Regions from separate parts of the Mus musculus genome. Here regions 1, 2, 4, 5 and 6 are each linked to region 3. The links are chromatin contacts, called in public HiCAR-type, HiChIP or PLAC-seq and promoter capture Hi-C maps. All regions are on one chromosome and are shown on one strand. The core of a region is the stretch at or near the end of the contact, and the rest is flanking DNA. Distances in the headings are between cores, read along the strand shown.

What was found. Promoter capture Hi-C pulls out the DNA fragments that hold promoters and counts their contacts. HiCAR-type assays count read pairs that join an accessible place to other places. HiChIP or PLAC-seq counts read pairs in DNA pulled down with a chosen protein or histone mark.
Region 1: a contact with region 3 is called in a HiCAR-type map of astrocytes, with 2.8 times the contacts expected there. The contact joins the enhancer-like site here to the promoter of Ndufs4 in region 3. A contact is called at or near these places in 3 of 39 promoter capture datasets (the C10 cell line, the HPC-7 cell line and hippocampal neurons), 6 of 115 datasets of contacts at active chromatin or transcription factors (astrocytes, bone marrow-derived macrophages, embryonic forebrain and 2 more) and 3 of 9 other capture datasets (adipose tissue, embryonic stem cells and macrophages).
Region 2: a contact with region 3 is called in an H3K4me3 HiChIP or PLAC-seq map of embryonic stem cells, with 2.5 times the contacts expected there. The contact joins the enhancer-like site here to the promoter of Ndufs4 in region 3. A contact is called at or near these places in 7 of 39 promoter capture datasets (the 3T3-L1 cell line, cranial neural crest, embryonic stem cells and 2 more), 3 of 115 datasets of contacts at active chromatin or transcription factors (double positive thymocytes, embryonic limb bud and embryonic stem cells) and 1 of 9 other capture datasets (adipose tissue).
Region 4: a promoter capture Hi-C map of liver shows a contact between it and region 3, with 2.6 times the contacts expected there. The contact joins the promoter of Mocs2 here to the promoter of Ndufs4 in region 3. A contact is called at or near these places in 15 of 39 promoter capture datasets (3T3-L1-derived adipocytes, the C10 cell line, the HPC-7 cell line and 11 more), 1 of 484 Hi-C or Micro-C datasets (CD4 T cells), 2 of 115 datasets of contacts at active chromatin or transcription factors (astrocytes and stem cell-derived neural progenitor cells) and 1 of 9 other capture datasets (pancreatic islet).
Region 5: a contact with region 3 is called in a promoter capture Hi-C map of second pharyngeal arch cranial neural crest. The contact joins the enhancer-like site here to the promoter of Ndufs4 in region 3. A contact is called at or near these places in 3 of 39 promoter capture datasets (the 3T3-L1 cell line and second pharyngeal arch cranial neural crest), 5 of 115 datasets of contacts at active chromatin or transcription factors (the SCID.adh cell line, bone marrow-derived macrophages, embryonic forebrain and 1 more) and 1 of 9 other capture datasets (adipose tissue).
Region 6: a contact with region 3 is called in an H3K27ac HiChIP or PLAC-seq map of extraembryonic endoderm stem cells, with 5 times the contacts expected there. The contact joins the enhancer-like site here to the promoter of Ndufs4 in region 3. A contact is called at or near these places in 7 of 39 promoter capture datasets (the 3T3-L1 cell line, HPC-7-derived erythroid cells, cranial neural crest and 3 more), 1 of 15 datasets of contacts at CTCF or cohesin (the NIH/3T3 cell line), 1 of 484 Hi-C or Micro-C datasets (the 3T3-L1 cell line) and 3 of 115 datasets of contacts at active chromatin or transcription factors (extraembryonic endoderm stem cells, heart atrium and stem cell-derived neural progenitor cells).

The regions. Positions count from the first base shown.
Region 1 is chr13:113,916,851-113,919,648 of GRCm38.p6, forward strand. All of the region lies in intron 1 of Arl15 (ADP-ribosylation factor-like 15), which reads left to right. Among named protein-coding and RNA genes, the nearest start is that of Arl15, 120 kb to the left of the region's middle. Within about 2 kb of position 1,426, at least 56 of the 459 cell types and tissues checked have an H3K27ac peak or open chromatin away from gene starts, as enhancers often do. A contact at or near this core is called in astrocytes, embryonic forebrain and hippocampal neurons, where this site is marked.
Region 2 is chr13:114,046,979-114,049,933 of GRCm38.p6, forward strand. The region is part of intron 4 of Arl15 (ADP-ribosylation factor-like 15); the gene reads left to right. Among named protein-coding and RNA genes, the nearest start is that of A430090L17Rik, 100 kb to the right of the region's middle. Within about 2 kb of position 1,318, at least 11 of the 459 cell types and tissues checked have an H3K27ac peak or open chromatin away from gene starts, as enhancers often do. A contact at or near this core is called in embryonic stem cells, where this site is marked.
Region 3 is chr13:114,386,614-114,389,488 of GRCm38.p6, forward strand. Ndufs4 (NADH:ubiquinone oxidoreductase core subunit S4) reads right to left here and starts at 1,481. Exons shown (of 5, transcript NM_010887.2): 1 at 1,346-1,481. The coding sequence starts at 1,443.
Region 4 is chr13:114,816,689-114,819,513 of GRCm38.p6, forward strand. Mocs2 (molybdenum cofactor synthesis 2) reads left to right here and starts at 1,549. Exons shown (of 6, transcript NM_001113374.1): 1 at 1,549-1,635. Gm34790 (a long non-coding RNA gene) reads right to left here and starts at 1,536. Exons shown (of 3, transcript XR_382937.4): 1 at 1,246-1,536.
Region 5 is chr13:114,009,375-114,012,544 of GRCm38.p6, forward strand. All of the region lies in intron 4 of Arl15 (ADP-ribosylation factor-like 15), which reads left to right. Among named protein-coding and RNA genes, the nearest start is that of A430090L17Rik, 140 kb to the right of the region's middle. Within about 2 kb of position 1,862, at least 47 of the 459 cell types and tissues checked have an H3K27ac peak or open chromatin away from gene starts, as enhancers often do. A contact at or near this core is called in second pharyngeal arch cranial neural crest, where this site is marked.
Region 6 is chr13:114,754,539-114,757,322 of GRCm38.p6, forward strand. No RefSeq gene overlaps it. Among named protein-coding and RNA genes, the nearest start is that of Gm34790, 62 kb to the right of the region's middle. Within about 2 kb of position 1,338, at least 4 of the 459 cell types and tissues checked have an H3K27ac peak or open chromatin away from gene starts, as enhancers often do. A contact at or near this core is called in extraembryonic endoderm stem cells, where this site is marked.

The sequences.
Region 1 (2,798 bases), core at 176-2,675, 470 kb before region 3:
CTTCAATCAAATTGGAATCGTGCACAGAATAAAATCTTGTATTCATGGTGGAAAACAGAGCATTGATTGAAACACATGCCATGTCCCACAAGGCTGGGAATTTCATGCCACGGGATGGTAGGGAATCCTGGCAGGGCAGGGGCTGGATGCCAGGGCAGGGCTTTTCAGCAAGCCAGCTTCTCATCCAGAAATATGTGGTGCCAGGACAATTCTCTGGCTGTTTGGATGCCTGGCCACCTACAGAATCTATAAAAGTTTAACTTTTAGAAAACTACCAATGAAACCAAAAATAGATTTATCCTTGGGTCCGAGTGCATATTTCTGTCGGCTGGTAAATTCAATCGGGGAAACACACACGTATGCGCGCACACACACACACACACACACACACACACACACACACACACACACACACAGGAGTCTTACCTGCAGCACTGGCAGTGTATATAGTACAAAGGAATGAAGAGGAGGCTGAAGACGTGCCCTCCCAACAGTACTTTAAACAGAGGCTCAGCCAGTAGATAGGGAAGGGAAGACCAAGGTCATAGTGTAAGATGGTCAAGTGTTTGCAGTGTTTGAAGGACTACTGCGTGGTTCAGAGGATAGCTGGGGTCCTCAAGGGCCAATGAAGTCCATAGCTACATGCCAAATGAGGACTTTGCAGCGCTGGTTCATTATGCAGACAGCCAACAAGTACCTACTGTGTTCTCGGCATCGCTGCATCTGCCAACTGTCTAACCCTGTTCCCAACAAAAACGGGCAAAGCTTAAGACCCTGAGGATCTTAACTGTAGGGCTGGCTGCCGGGCTGGCTACCAGACTTTTATCCAAAGCCCTGCTTTTACCCTTAACCTTTTATTTGTTCTCAAATAATTTATTCTCAATACACATGACCTCCTTCCTCTTTTCAAAAAGGAACAAGTAATAATTGACCCCGTGGAAAAAGGCTGCGACAGTCTAGGCATGGGAGACGGTGACAGCGGTACCCGTGAGAGTGGGATTACAATTCACACTGATCTGTTCCTTGCTTCCTGTTGCCCAGGGCCCTGGATTTTGTGTGCAGAACCTGGATTGAGAGCTGGGGCGGGGTTGGGAATATGAGGGGCTGCGCTGCGCTGATAGAAGGGGCTCCAAGCTGGGCTGTGTGTTGGGCTGCCAGACCCTTGCCCAGAGAAGCTAACTGGCAGCCAAGATACCTTAGGAAAATGAGCATCACGGCGAGCAGTTATTTGTCCATCTGGCGCCTTTCTGAGGAGCATAAAGCATTGAACTCATGCCTGCTAACATCCTCCTGAAGAAAGGAAGTGGCAGATAGTGTTAAATGTTACTGGTTAATCATGGGGAAGCTGAAGCACGGATAGGTTTATGGGCTCGAGCAGAGTCACACAATGCCGCAGTGTCTGGCCTGGGAATGAAGCCCGAGTTTGCCGCTCGCTGTCAGGACTGCCGACAGCATTGTGTCTCGCATTGTACAGCCATGAAAGGGGCTTACTCTTAACAATGCGAGGGCTGCTGTAGGAGACAAACCCAGTGACCTTTGGTACAGTATAGTCTAGAGGCCAAAGTGAGTAATTTTAAGTAAATTGACTATAAGATCCAAAGCTTCATTAGGTTTTAAAACAAGAAACAAATGAAAACTCTGTACAGTTTGGGGAGCCGATTTACAAAGCACGAACATTCCTCCCAGCTCTGAAATGGCACGTACTTAAAAGTTCTCTGGAGCTGGCTCAAAATATAACACTTTCTCTGTGAACCATGCCACTTGTTTTCAATACATATGTATTCCTAGGTTTCTGAGATAGGTTTCAAATATATATATATATATATATATTTTTGTACGTACTACGAGTCCAGTGTTTCTCTTCTACGGTGCTGTTTCCCCCTAGTCTAAGTTTGGAAGAGGGAGGAGGCTTTCTCTATCATTCAGATTTAGTTTGGGCTCCATCGGAGCAGTGGGGACTACAGAGCTGGGGAATTCTGGACAGTGGTGGAGCGAGCCCAGGGCACTGTCATGCTGGGTGACATTACAGGCTGTGTGACTCAGCCATGGGACAGAGCTGACACTCTGGGGAGGAATGGAAGAGGAAAGAGAGCAGAGTGTTATCGCTCAGTTGTCATCTGTCAGTGTCTGAGGCTCACCGACAGGAATCAAAAGATGACATAGATTTTGGTGGGCTTGGGTATAAAGTTGCTGTGTTTTGGATTTTAAAGAGAGCATGGAGATGAAATTGCATAACTTTGGGCAAAATCTGCCTGTCTGTCTGTCTATCTATGTATCTATCTGCCTACCTATCTAGTATGTGTGCGTGGCACAGCATCTGTAGAGGCCAGAAGATAGGGAACTCGTGGGAGTTAGCTCCTCACTTCTACCACATGGGGAAGAACTGAGGTCCTTCGTCTTGGTGGCCAGCATCTTTACTCCTTGAGCCATCCTGCAGCCTCGCACACTTCATGTTGTATTTAGGATTTATGGTAATTTGGTTCACATAGTGGGGCCAGTCCCCGTGCCCTCCAGAAGCTGGTCCAGAGGAACTACATGGGAAGAGCTGAGTGAGCCTTGTTTCCCCAAACAAAGACCAAAGCAGCCAGTCATAGCTGTGTAGTGCTGTCTGTCATTCATATATATATATATACTCACGCAGAGATATGTCTAGTCACGAGGAGCCTAAGGGATGAGGAAGAGTTGCGGACAGTGTGACCCAGTCTTCATGTGAATCCAAAAAGTGAGTGACATGGTGGTGTAGAGGAGGCTGGTGATTGTTGTGGTCATTAATCTTGTAGGAGATGGCATAGTGGGAT
Region 2 (2,955 bases), core at 68-2,567, 340 kb before region 3:
AATTCCCAGGAACCACATGGTGGCTCACAACCATCTGTAACAGGGATCTAATGCCCTCTTCTGAAGACAGCGATAGTGTACTCACATATATGAAATAAATAAAAAAAAAAGAATAACTGTAAATATATATATACATATACATATAAACATACATGCATACACACTTACATATGTATATTAGAGAATTATTTAAATGTAGTTCAGAGACACTTGATGTACCCATCACAGTTCCCACAGGTACATTTTTTGAACCTTTACAATAAACATCAGAATGAGGGTCCGGGATTGGTCTGGTGTATGCCTACCCCCAAGTCGGCTTTTCCTGTGGGTAAATCTCTGTGATACCCCTGAGATTCCTCATCAGCTCCTCATTGTTGCTAGCTTTCTGTGATGGGCTGACAGCAGCCACTTCACGATGTGTTTTTACTCTCACCTCCCTCCAGGTTCTGCTGCTTCGTTTTGCACGTCTTCCCAGGAGTGATTTCACCATCTTAAATAAGTTTATTTCAATTCACCTTAAATGCTTTAAACCCATCTACTGTAGGATCTTTCTAGTGTGTTCTAGCTGTGATACTATACATCTATTTGTCAGTGTTTGCCTAATTTTAATGAAAGGTAGAATGCCTTCTTTCTGAGTGTTAGCTTCTATATCAACCAGGCTTGTGATTGCCTGAAACATCCCCTCTGGCGGTTCAGGCAGTTTCAGATGGGGGAGTGGAAGGGGTGGGAGGTGCTGCCATTCGGGCTCCAGTCCAGGTTAACTGAGCCCTTATGGGGCTGGAGAGATGGCTCAGTGGTTAGGTGTGCTCGTGGCTTTTCCCAAGTGCCAGGGTTCAGTTCCCAGCTCCCACATGGCAGCTCACAGCTGCTTGTAATTCCAGTTCCTGGGGATCTGACGGCCTCACGCAGACAGACAGACAGACAGAACACCAATGTATGGATGTAAATTAAAAATAAATACATCATTCAGAAAAACTGAGCCCTTTGTTCTGCCCTCCAGCATTTCCTTATATCTCTCTCCTCAGTCATGAAGGTGGCTTCCTATCTGCTGCTTGAAGGACACTTCAGGCCACGATGGCTTGGATTTGTTCATAAACAAAGTCTAACCGAAGGAAAGAAGCGTGCATTGTTTATATTCATGTTTTCATTTCTTTCTTTCTTTCTTCCTAACGTCCCAGCTTGTATCAGTTACCATGTCTGTTGTTTCTAGAACTTTCTTCAGTCGTTGTTTCAGGACAGGCATGCTGGTGACACACTGGTGACACATTCTCAGCCCTCCTTCGTTGAGGGTGTCCTTGTTTCCCTTTCATTTCTGAAGGTTGTTTTCACTAGGAGTGAGATGCCGGTTGAAAGGCTTTTCCTTTCAGCGCCTGGACAGGTCGTGCTAGTTCCTTCCGGCTCACAAGGCCTCTGCTGGGAATGTGGGGTCCTTTAAGTATTTATCCTTGAGGTGGCAGCCCTCTCGCTCCATTCAGCCCTCTCTGAAAGGTTTTTTTTTTTTTTTTTTTTTAAGAAGCTTGATTATAGTGTGTCAAGATACAATTTCTCTTCGGTGTCTTGGCTGTTCCAGCTTCTCACAGCCTTTTATATCTGTAGGCTTTTACAAATGGGGGGAATGTTCCTTCACTGTTTCTCGCTTTCCTTTTCTTGAAGTTAAGGATGCCCCAGCCCAGGACGGCACGCATGCTAGGCTAGCCCTATTCTGCCATTATTTCTCTGAGTGGAGAGGAGCCCTCCCCACCCTCTTTCCCTTTTTCTTCTTGGGCTCCAGATGCAAACAAGGGAGATGTTTTTGTCCCCTGGGTTTCTGAGCTGTGGCTGCTGTTTGCCTTGGTCCCTGACTTGGTCCTGGCTTTCACTGGCTTCACAGGGCTTGCTCATTTTCTCTTCATTGTTCAGAGTGAGTCCTGGCGATTGCTGTTGGGAGAACTGAATCACAGTGCTTTCCTCTGAGAGTGTGCAGGGGGATTTGACCTCACGTCTGTACAGTTCAGCTCTAACAGGGATGCTTGGTTTTACTGTCCTGCTTCCTGACAGCTTCGTCTTTCTTTTCAGTATATGTCATGAATCTTTCTCATTGTTTGCCAAGACTCTTTTGTGGCCACACATAGTGACCCATACTTACAATCCCAGCACTCAGGAGGCTGATGCAGGAGGATTATGAGTTCAGGTTCATGCTGTACTGCATAAAGAGACTGCATCTCAAACCAAAAACAAAAGAGAAAACATTTTAGTGGTAGCTGATGAGAAATCCCTGTCAAGGAAGTCTAACATCTATCATCTTGGTATTGATGTCTATTAACTTTCTCACCCAAATTACAGTTATCCTGGTTTGTGGCACAGGACTGGTTTGCCACTGAACTCTGGACATACAGCTATGATTTTTTTCCCCCTCCAATGCATATGAGTGTTTTGCCTGCATATATGTATGTGTACCATATGCATGCCTGGTGCCCACAGAGGCCAGAAGAGGGTACCTGAGAGAACTGCAGTTACAGATGGTTGTGTGCTAGCTACCATGTCGGTGCTGGGAACTGAACCTGCATTCTCTGGAAAAATAGCCAGTACTCTTAACCACTGAGCCATGTTTCCAGCCGCGCAGGCAGTGATTTTTTTTATAAACCATGATCCTTTTTCAGAATCCTCTTGATACTTCTGCTACTCTGATACTTCTCTGCCTCTCTACTGGAGCCTGAGCTTGGAATGTCTGACTCCTAACTAGGTCTTCATTGACCCTTGCTGGGTAGTCACACCCCACTATTACTTGGCTGAATAAAGGCTCCAGGTCCATTAGACACCCCCCCACCCCCACCCCCACCCCCGCCCCCCCAGCTTGTCAAGAGAGATGAGCATACTTTCCTACTTTTCCTTCTGGAGTCTCTGCGGGAAGTTGGCTGCCTACTGCTGGGTAGTGGTGAAAGATCTCTTTAAATAGATCAGTGACTGAAAGCTTCT
Region 3 (2,875 bases), core at 231-2,730:
CTGGGATTAGAGTTTATGTGCCCGAGGAACGTTTTATTAGGTGCTGGAGACTGAAGCCAGTACATCATGAACTCTAGGCACTCTCTGTACCAACTCAACTCTATCCCCAGTCCCTGAGGCCTTTTACAAATCTCCTGACTTTACTAAGGGCAACCTTTTCTTTCCCACAAAACAACCACTACTTAAAACTGCATCAAAATTTGTCTCCAAAAGTTCCAACCAGCTCACTTTAACTCTGTATTCCCTCTGTATTGAGCTTAACACTAATTTAACAAGCATTTTGATAGATACTAGTTCCCTTTTTCTTTCTTAAAGGTATTTAATGGTTTGGTCTTGTTTGAGACAGGGTCTCTCTAAGTAGCTCTGGCTGTCCTGGAACTCACAGAGATCCAGCCGCCTCTGGTTCTGCCTCCCCAGAGCTGGCTGGCATTAAAGGCTTGTACCAGTGTGCCAGACTTTTCCTTTTTTTTTTTTTTTTTTTTTTTTTTTGTACCACATTCTTCCCACCCCTTACAGACCCATCCTCACTGTGAACATTGAATGTAGTCTCCACAGCATGCAGCTGTCAATACAAGGCCACTCTTCACAGGAGCAAACTTCGAAACAAGTGATAAAACCCAGTATCTTATACACCCAGGAAAACAGAGACTACGTAAAATAGAGCAATGCTGCGGAGGGGGGCGGGGGGGAAGGGAGGGGGCAGTCACCACAAGAAACCTTCCGGCATCTAGGGCTACATAGTGTGATCTGTCTCAAACAAACAAACGAAGTAAACAAATCAAAATAAAAGCCACCTTGCTGCCTGAGAGCGTAGCTCCGTGGTGGAACTTAAGACTGGAACGCACTGGTTAGAAAGACAAAAAACAGGTACGCTGTAACCTTCCGATGGATATTGCTATAAACTCTGAAGTCCTGAGAAGTTTTCCTCTTATGCACAATGATGAATACAACAACCTTTCTGTTTGGAAGCCCAGCCGATATTAACTAAAGCCAGGGAAAGGATAGCAGGGATTTACCCTTTCAGGCTGGAATGGGGCAAGCAGGTGACAAGCGGAAGGGATGTAGGACATTGGGAGAGAGGTCGCCCAGACTCCTCCCCTTCTCAGGAGCCACGATCCAGTTCACAGCTCCTCCGCACAGACCCTCGCCCGTCCGCAGCTGCAGAACCCCAGGCCCCGCAGGCGCCTCGCCGGAAACCAGCGTCGGTCCCCGCATCCCGAGGAAGGGTCAAGGGAGGACGCGTTCCCAAGGCCGCCTCCGGGGCCCAGCCGGCCCAGCCTCCCCCAAAGTGGAGCGACCTGGGAACCCTGAATGAATAGCTCGACAAGGCTGACAGTTATGTTACCTGGATGGAACTCTACAGACGGAAACGGCAGCTGTAGCCATTGCCCTTCGCCCCAACATCGCCTGTCTCAGCGACACTGACATTGAGACCGCCGCCATCTTCCTGTAGGCAAACGCCAGGATGCGAGTACGGATCCCCGCTAGGGACTCACTTCCTCCGTTCTCAAAGCAATGCGGCCGCAGTGAAACAGAGGCATGTTCTGTTTGTTTTCCTTTTGCGATTGAGGACCTAGAAAAGAAATTAAAGTTCTAGCTGAAAGAACTAAAGAGGGAAATGGATGAAAGGACTCAGTGAATGCAAATGATGCCTCTATAGAAAGTAATCCTTGTTAGTAAGGTTGGTCATTTACATTGAGGCTGAGAAGCCCAAAAGAAAACGCTTCGAAAAATGTAAACACCTGTAACTCATAATTTTTCAAAGAACTCGGAATATCTGAGGCTGGGCCCACTGGAAGAGCCGGAGGGCTTCTTGAGTCTTTGAGAAACTAAAGTAGTACTTTCCCAAAGTGTTGCCAGATTCCGTTTGCAAGCCTTCAGAACAGGCTGCACTCAGTTTGATGGTCTGTAGTTATAATAATCATATTTTCCACACTAAAAAGCTAGCCTCGCAAAAAAAAAAAAAGGAAGAAAGAAAGAAAGACCATATGGATTTACATGAAATCTAGTGGGGGCTGGGGATGTAGCTCAGTTGGTAGAGTGCTTGCCTACCTAGCATACAGGTACCAAAGGCTTGGTGATCTGCTCTTATAAGCCTTTGATTTGAGGTTGAGGGTAGAGTATGGAAGGTTGTCACTGGAACTACCAAGCAAACACCTCGCCCCCCCCCCCGCGCCCCACCCGGAAAAGGGGCGGAGCCATCTTGATTATTCTTCCTATCTCCATCATCCCTTCCATTTGTCACCCATTCCATTCCAATGGCCATTAAAAGTAACAAAAAGCAAAGATTATAAACGATAACCAGGTTTAAGTGTCCTATCTAATCGCACCTGGCTCCTCAGTGCTTCAACAAACCTTTTCTTTTCTTTTCTTTTTGTTTCCAAGTCTGCGATGTCAAATCCAGGGACAGGTGTGCAGTTCATCACTGATCTACATTCCTAGCTTCTTTGTTTCTTGTAAGAGACAGTATCTCTCGATGTTATCCAGGCTAGACTTCAACTTACCACCCTCCTTCTTCAGCCTCCAGAGTATTCACAGACCTTTTCATCCACTAATGTCTTCAACGTTGTTTCTCAAACGATACCCCAACACTGATGGGAGAACATTAGTTTTCATATTGATATAGCGTTGGCCTGGGTATTCACAATACCTGTCATGATTCTTTCTTAATGTACTTATTTATGTATGTATGCATACAAATGGGTGCCACGGCACATGTGGAGGTCAGAGAACAGCTTTCAACAGTCAGTTTTCTCATTCTAACTAATGTCATAGGTTTGGTGGCAAGTACTTTACCACTGAGCTGTCTAGCGGAGCCTCTTAGGGTGGTCCTTGGTTGCTCTTTTTGCCTCCATCTTTGAAATGTATTTAGAAT
Region 4 (2,825 bases), core at 299-2,798, 430 kb after region 3:
AAAAAAATGAATAGAAACTGGAAGTACTAGAGGCCAAAAACCTTGAAAAGACTCACTCCACTAATAACTCAGAAAGGAGACAGCGTGTTTCCCCAACAAGATTTGGAATAGGCTGACAAAGAATTTTTTTTCTTTTTAACTAAGCTATTAAGTTAAATCCATCAACAGAAAAACCGCAGGAAAATGTGTGCCATTTGAAAACATTATTTCTTTTAACTTGTAAAAGAATTTTAAAAATTTTTACTGTTCAGTGCTGTGGATTGTGACTTTACACTAAGCAACATCTCAGCCCTAAGAATCTTGTAGAATAAAGAGGATATTTTCAAAATGAATGGCATTATCCTGATGTCATGGTCTCATAATTGGATTTTTAATATTTGAATAGAGTAAAACATTATTGAGCTTTGTCTTTGTCCTTGTTAAGATTTTATTTCTTATGTGTGTGGGTGTTTTGCCTGTATGAGTGTCTGAGCACCGCCTATGTGGATGCTGGGAATTGAACCTGCGTCCTCTGGCAGAGCAGCCTAGCACAGGCTTAACCCTGTCTCATCTCTGAGTCCACCAAAGGAAGTTTTTAGGAAGAGCTCTTAGGCAATTTTTGAGGTCCCACCTGCCCTCTCCGCCCCCAAGCAGGAATGATAGGCTCTAGCCTTTATATGCACCAGTTTGTTTGCAAAACCACATTGAACTATGCATTGTTTCTTAGCCTATTGAAGATATTGCTCATTGCTGTCACTGGAAACGACCCAGGAGCCCAGAGTGACTGTCAGTTTCCTCGTTTACCTAACAGCATGTGGACATAAATATTTAACCTTAATGTTTAGCAACCTTATCAAAATAAATGTTGATGCAAATCATAATCGGGCTTATTACTCCCCTCTGCCCACCCTTCCCCTTCTGCATTTCTATTTCTTCCTTGAACTGAGTACACCCATCTTGCCAACTATTTTCCTTCTGGAAATTTATTACCCAATTTTTACGTTCCCATAGCTTGACACAGAACGTGAAATGTCCTTTCCTTCCGTATTTGTTACTATTTTGGCAAATGTATTTGGCACAAGAATCTCCTCGGTGAGACTTCCTACAGCAGGTGACCCAGCCACGCCCCCCGCCACTCTCAACTGAAAGGTAAGGTTTTTACTAAGATTACAGTTGGAACACAGTTACGGTTAACCCGGACTGAGCGCCCAGCGAGGGCCACTTAAATCCACGTACCCACGCGACAACTAAGGCAGAGATGTGTACCTAGGAAGTCTGGATGGGGTCGCTGGCTCAGAAACTCCTGAGCGCCTAAAACACTGAAGTGACAGTCAGATACCGTCTCCACGCTGCGAATAAGAACCCGGATCCCACACTGGATGGAGGGGCCGCATAGGTTAGCCTGGGGAAGGCCACCCTGCCGGGTCACACAAGAGGTCGCAGCACTGGGATCCAAAAGCAGAGTAAACTTTTGTGGGTGCAGGAGGCGTGGCGGGGCGGAGCGAAGTGTACGCAGGCGCAGTGTCCACACGCCCGGGGTTGAGCACCACCCAGAAGGTGGAGCATCCGGCTGCGCATGCGCTCTGAGTCACCGGCGCCTCTAGGGGTTGGAGAACTGGCTTCGCGGTGTGTAGCGGGATGGTTCCTAGGTGCCAGGTAAGAGTTGGTTCGCGCGGCTGGGGCGCCCCTTCCTCTCTAACTCCTCCCGGGTTCCGGGTCTTGCGCCTGCTGCTCGCTGAATGTCAAGTTCTGTCCCCGAACTCTGGTGTCCAGGTCATGGCCTTCACGACCGATTACCTAGACGGTTTTTTTCCCTACCATTCCGGATGATTTATTTTGACACTTTTTAAAATTAAAACGCTCCTAGTTAGGAATTATTGTGAGGAAATGCGCATCACCCAATGATTGACAGGCTCAGGATAGTTTGCAGCAGCCGTGATTATTGTGGAGAGACCGAGTTGTACTGAGTGACAGGTGAGACCTTGTGCACAGTCAGGTCCCTTAGTTCCCAGGCTGATTACACGGGTTTGGCCTAGAAACTACCAGTTGATCCTGTAATTCAAGCCCATTTGCTTTGCTGCATGTCAAATGTTCTGTGTTTTGTAACTCAATCGTAATGTAGGACGGAATCAAAGGTCATTTGACCACTGTGAAATGAAAGCTAGGCCTTTGCTGACTGGGTTATTTAATTTACTTGTGTAATCCACCCCCTGACTCAGACCTCTGTCTCTGCTTCGCGGCTGATGGAAGAATCGATTCCGTGTCAAGTCAGACTTAGCATGTTTTCTAAGGAAATTTAGTAGGATTTTAATGCTGCCACACAAGCTTGAGATTGTGAGAGGTCTGAACAGTAGGCAGAAATCAGAAGTGATTTTAAAGCGTTTGTCTCAAATATGAATCTATAGATATATGGAAGTGTTTTGTTTGTTTGTTTATGTTTTTCGAGACAGGGTTTCTCTGTGTAGTCCTGGCTCTCCAGAACTACACTCTGGTAGACCAGGCTTGTCTTGAACTCACATAGATCTGACTGCTTCTGCCTCCCCAGTTCTGGGTTTAAAGACATGTGTCACCACCACCAGGCCAATACTGAAGTTTTGTGAGCCATTGCATTTGGGGAGCGAGGAGCCTTCTTGGTGCGGGTTATTTAGACTATCCTCTCTCCTTTCAGATTGACGTGTTGTATTTTGCAAAAAGTGCTGAAATAGCCGGAGTTCGCTCGGAGACCATTTCTGTGCCACAGGAAATCAAAGCGTCAGAGCTGTGGAAGGAGCTAGAGAGTCTCCATCCTGGGTAGCTAACGTTATAGAGTGCATATGATGAACATGTAAAGGTTTCTAAAATGTGTA
Region 5 (3,170 bases), core at 612-3,111, 380 kb before region 3:
TTGGGATCTTCACATTTTATTGATTGATTTGTTTGACAAGAGGGGGTGCATGCCTGTGCACAGGCCCCACGGTGCACATCTGGCCAGAGGACAATCTGCAGGAGTTGGTTCTCTACTTCTACCACGTGGGTCCCAGGGATCTAACTTAGTTCATCAGACTGAGCCTTTAGCAGCAGGCACCTTTACCCACTGAGCCATCCTGCTGGCCCCTTAGTTTGATTTTTTTCTTTTAGTATATATTATGTTTTATAATATATAATATATTTTAGTATCTATTCTGGGCCGACTAAATTATCTTTGCCCCTTTTCTGTTAGCAGATAGAAACCTAGGCTTTTGCAAGACTAGATAAAACATACACTGCCCAAGTACCCTTTAAGGAAATGCCAGGTCTCCTTGGCTCACAGAGAGCTGAGCCTCCTTTACCTCCTGGGCCTTGAGTGCCATCATCGTCACCTCAGTACAGGAGAAACCATTCAGGCTTTGGATTCATGCAGACATGGACTTGTTCGTATCACAGGCAGCTTTTGAAGTCAGGTCAACACTTACACTAAAAGCACGCTTACGCCTATCAAAAGGCGGAGGTGTAGCCTGTGAGCCTTGCTGTGATGCTGGAAGTCATGCAGGCAGAGCATCCAGCAGAGCAAGCGTCTCACTAATGCTGGCTCCTAAAACTCTGACTCATATTCCTTGTTCGTCTTACCCAGAGCTGTCCAAATATTATGCAGGCACCCAAACGGGAGCCATACTGTTCATCATTATTCTAATAATCACATGAAAATAAGAAGCAGAAGTGAAACTCGTTTAGTTATTTATTATTTAAATAACTCGTTAATTGTACTTTAACTTGGCATTATAAATCCTGTAACACTGACATTAACATAGTTAGAAACTGCTGTCTTTGCTCTTTCTCTCTGTTTAAGGCTCCGAGACGCTCTCTGATGCTTTTTTAAGTGCTCAAAAGTTGGATCTGACTAGTAGCTGGAGGGTGACCAGCATGGCTTTAGGCCATACGTGAAAGATACCAGGTGAACATATACTCTTGTGGCAAAAAAGCCACAACCGAACATAATAGAAATAGCTCCCTTTATGATAAACCAATGGTGATTGTCTTCAGTTTTCTTCTTGTTTATAGCAATAGGGGAATACTGCCCACATCGGCCCCAGTAAATCGGCCAGACTAGTATATGATCGTCACATAGTATGTCTGCATTTGTGAGTCAGAATGCTACCTCTGAATTTCTTCTGACAGAGCTCGAGAAAAAGAAATGTATTATACAAGCCTGACTCATTCCGCAGAGTGGGCAAGATAAATGGTGGGAAAACCCAAACCAGCTTCTCTGTGACCCTCCGAGATTCCGCTGGTGCCCTAAGAAAAATGTTAAAAATGGTGCGGTCAGAACAGGAATGTCCCAGCCCAGAGGAGCGCAGTGGAGGGAGAAATGCTAATTTAAAAAGAAGCTTGTTAGCATCATAGCCACCTCTAATGGCCATATAAATATTAATAAAGCTTTAAACACCTCCCAGATTAGCTTTATTTTTAAATCAAAAGTGCAAGACAGGGAAGTGGTAATTTGTGTTAGTCCAGCAGATATGAAATTAATTGAGATAAAAACAAGAAGTAGCAGGCAAGCCCTTTGGGTGAAGAAAATAATGAGTTGTTCTAACTCGTTTCGACAGTCGCAAGAGAAACATCGGGAGACGTGAGTTCACGGTACTGAGTTTGGAGTCTGTCATTACACATCAGCGCCCCTCCACACCAGAAACGGGAGAAAAAGCAGTTCTGTCCAGGATTGGCTCCTCTCTGGTCCGATTGTACCCAGTGAGAAAGCTGCATCCCTTCCCAGTCGGTGACCTCTCAGCCTCCTGGGGCAGGGCTGCTGCTTGATGCTCCAGAGGGAGGGTCTAGTGAACACAGGGACCTCATTGTGTTCTCCAGGTCTGCTGTGCATTTCCCAACAGTTTGGCAACGCTGTGGAACCCAACTACAAAATCCTCCTATTTCCTAGGGAATGTCTGTCAAGCCACAGAAACGCCAACCTCTCCCTGCCCCTGGAAGATGTTGCCAGTTGCACTCACTGACACACTGCACCCCAGGAACCCCCGACAAGGAACCATGTTTATTATCAGCAGTTTAGTTTTTAGCTTAGTGTATTATTTTTTTTTATATTATTATTACTCCTAGCATCTAAGACTTTGTGTATGGGGAATTTCCTTTTGCAGTTATGCAGAATGCTTCGACTGGTACCTAGGAGCACGAAGGAGAGAGGGCTGCCCAACTAGACATCTACCAGGCAAGGCGAGGTACTTGAGAGAAACTAGCTCAGGGAGCTGATTCCCGAGGTGCTGGGCCTCACCATCTCCAGCCTCTGCTCCTCTGGCCTCCGTGTTCCCTTCCAGCTGTTTCTGTTCATATCCCGGGGAAGGAATGTGTCCTTTCCCATTCTCATTTCTGAAGCCAGCTCCTTTCCTCTGTTAACTCCCCTTATTTTGTATTCATTTTCTTGTTCAATTTTTTTTCCTGATCTAGAACCTGACTGAAGGTACCAGTTGTAAAACCTGATAGTCACTCTCATCCAAGTCCCAAATGCTGTGGTTTTAGCCTTTATTTGTTTGATGAAATAGCTTGAAAAGTAACGTTACTTTTTTTGTTATTTGGGTTGAAGTAAGGACAAGCCCTAAATTGCCATAACCCCAAGTAAATTGCTCTAAATTCTGTACCATACACACTGTGGGGAGACTTGTGACTCAATACAAGGAGCCAAATAACTGGCATAGATCCTTTAAGAAAGGACACAGTGAGGCAGTTTATTTCCAGTATTTTATGAGATGGATTATATTCACATGACGTCCATTTTTTAATAGCTCTGCTGTTCCATTCTTGTCATAAAAGCAACCATTACCAAAACTTGTCTGCTTTTCTAGACCATCCTAATCCTTTCTTGCATTCTACAGACAGATAGATTACAGTATACTCACTTTAAACCACTGCCCAGCCCTCTGCCGACCGTGTTGCCACGTTTCAATAGTTGCTGGCCTTACTGGGCTTTGGTTTTAAGGGCAAATGGTGCATAGGTTTCTAGGAACTCCAGAGAAGATGTCTGTCTCCATGGGGTCTGCTCCAGGAGACTCATGCAGGGCAGACTGAGATCCATAGGGAGGCAGATGGGGA
Region 6 (2,784 bases), core at 88-2,587, 370 kb after region 3:
ACTTTTCTCTTACCTAATCTACTCTAAGATGCTATTTTAGTTTAGTTCCTATAAGCTATTTTTGCTATGGAGTCCTGGTTCCTTGGCATTTCTCTGTTCCCCACAGACAATTCATAAAACATCTATAGTGATCTTAGAACTTTTTATCTTGATGGTGAGGACAAAGTAAATGCATTGCAATAACCATTACCAATTGTGATAAATGTGGTAAAGGAAATCAACACAGTGATGTGAAAACTGGGAAGGAGGCCACACACATCCTGTCAATGAGGAGCATCTGATGAGGGCGCCTCAGCAAAGGCACAAAACTCATGGCTTAAGCAACATTCACTTTCTCGTAGCCATGGAGGGTACCAGGCCAAAATCCACAAGTCATAGGAGTTGGTTCCTGGTTCTTCTTGCTGTGTTTTCCCATGACTTTACTTACATCTTTCATCAAAAGAAGAGGAGAGGGGAAAGGAGAGGAGAGGAGAGGGGGAGAGAAAGAGAGAAGAGGTGTTAAGAGACAATTTGAGTTACTTCCTGTAAGGATACCTTCTAAATTAGGGCCCTACCAATTATGTCTTCCCTTAATGGTAAATAATTCCTTAAAGATCTTATCTCTTAACACAGTTGCATTTGGGGTTAGGACCTTGGATTTTAGGGAGAATATGAGTCCTCCTGTAATAGGGAGGTTGGGGAGGCTTTTAAAATAGACACCACACATAAGATCTGGGACCTGAGTGAAGTAGCTTATTGAAGAATGAGAAGATGCAAGGCTCTTTCACATCATGGGTTTTGGTTGTCATTAGAAAAGCAAATAAATAAACCTAGCTCTTTCTTTATTAATGGTAAGAGTTTTGTTTGTAATCAGTTCTATCATCTTCAGATATTTAGCCAAACTAGCATTTAGGTAACGTTGGAAACTTTACAAGGAAATTGATCAGAATTGAAGTTTTGCTTCCAATCCAAAGCTAACAGTCCTCTTAGAAACTGGTTCATTTGTACTGTGAAGGATACGTTCTTGGGAAGTCTTAAGAAGTGGCCATATGCCTGCTCCAGTAGTGGCGATTTAAGAACATTTCCTAAAGCTACTATGAAAGAAAAAAATTCCCAGAATGTCCTAACAGTCTCCTTCACTGATAGGCATGGAGATTCTTAATCTCAGCGTCAGTGAACTGAAAAGGAGAACTGAGATCACATGTAGGTAGAATCTCTGTATGGGCTGCCAATAGAGGCTTTCCGAGGTAGCTTTCCGCTGTTTACCCAAGGAACAACACCAGACAGATATGGTTGAGACGTGCTCTGAGGCAGGAATGAGCAGTGTAAAACACTGAAATCCTTCCACAAGCACCAACCACACCCCATTTTCATTATCTTCAAGCAGGGAGGTGAACAGGGAGGACGTCTAAGTACAATAGGCATGGTTTCTGCTTGATTCACTCTTTCCTACCTCAGACAGTCATTATCACATGCAGCAGAGAACATCGTGCCCAGCTCAAATCCAACAATCGTTTCCCTTTACCCAGAGGGTTTAGGGATTGATAACTGTCTCCTTTTCTCTGTGCCATCACACAGTGTCTATGGGAACATTCATTCTAGCCCTCACCTGATCAAGAAATCTATTTTGAAAATTTTATCAAAGTCCATAGCTGTCTGTTAAAAAGGTACACAGGGAAAATAATACATGCTGTATATGCTGCCTCCCAGGAACATGTGTTCTTGTAGGATGGATTGTCTCTGACACACATCCCTGGCATACAACACTACTGGGTGGTTTTCTCAAGTAATGGCCAAGGGAAACTGATATTTAACTTCATTTACATTGCATTCTGCACTGACTGCAATTCTGCAAACATAGAACTAATTAAACATGAGGCATATCTGCTTTTCTATGGATTAACTTGTACACATAGCTTAATTTCCCTCAATGGATAAAATAGTAAAAGCTTTAAAAAATTTCTATGAAAATCTATGTGATTGTAATTATTGCAGTAATAGGGGAAAAAGAATTAATTATACATTTCCCTTTGTATGCCATGTAAAAATGTCTGTAGATACACAAAATATTTTTTACAATTTAAGTATGTATGTTTAAAGCACATATACTGTCCTTCCCACCCAGTTGTGTGTGTGTGTGTGTGTAAGCTATAATTTCTGACGATTAAAATCATTAAGAATTGTTAAAGCAATATTTAGTGGTCTCTCAATGCCAATGACTTAGGTAAACTATCTGCGTCTTGTAAACGTTTCCAAGAAACCCTGTGAACCCTCCGTCATTTGCTCCAAGGACTCACTTTAGGAACATTTGGTTTTCAGTTGGTGCTAATAATCTTTTCCCCCTTACAAATAATTCCACGTTTACTTAAGTACAGATGGTATCTGTCTGTGGCCAGAAAAACACTTTCTAAGATGCACCCTAGCTCAAGTAACTAAAAAGCATCTTCAGCATAAACACACAGTCACAAGAGAGAGGCACCAAACACGAATCCCCCAAGAGCATCGTCACTGGCTTTCTCCAACTTACAGGTCTGAGTAGGTTAATGTTTAAATGTCAAATCTAGAAGACAAGTGTGTCAGAGATTGAAAACTGACCAAATGGTTCTACACATAACTCAGTGGGAACGGTAACTTAGCAGCTCCCCCAACTCCCAATTCCATGTTGAAAACAAGATCATGTCTATATCCCAAAACCCTGCCAGATAGAAAGGATCACAGCTTTTAAATGAGCTTAGAGACCAAGTATGGTAATATGAGTCCCAGACACTTGATGGAAAAGACTGGTGAATTCATTTCTCATAATTT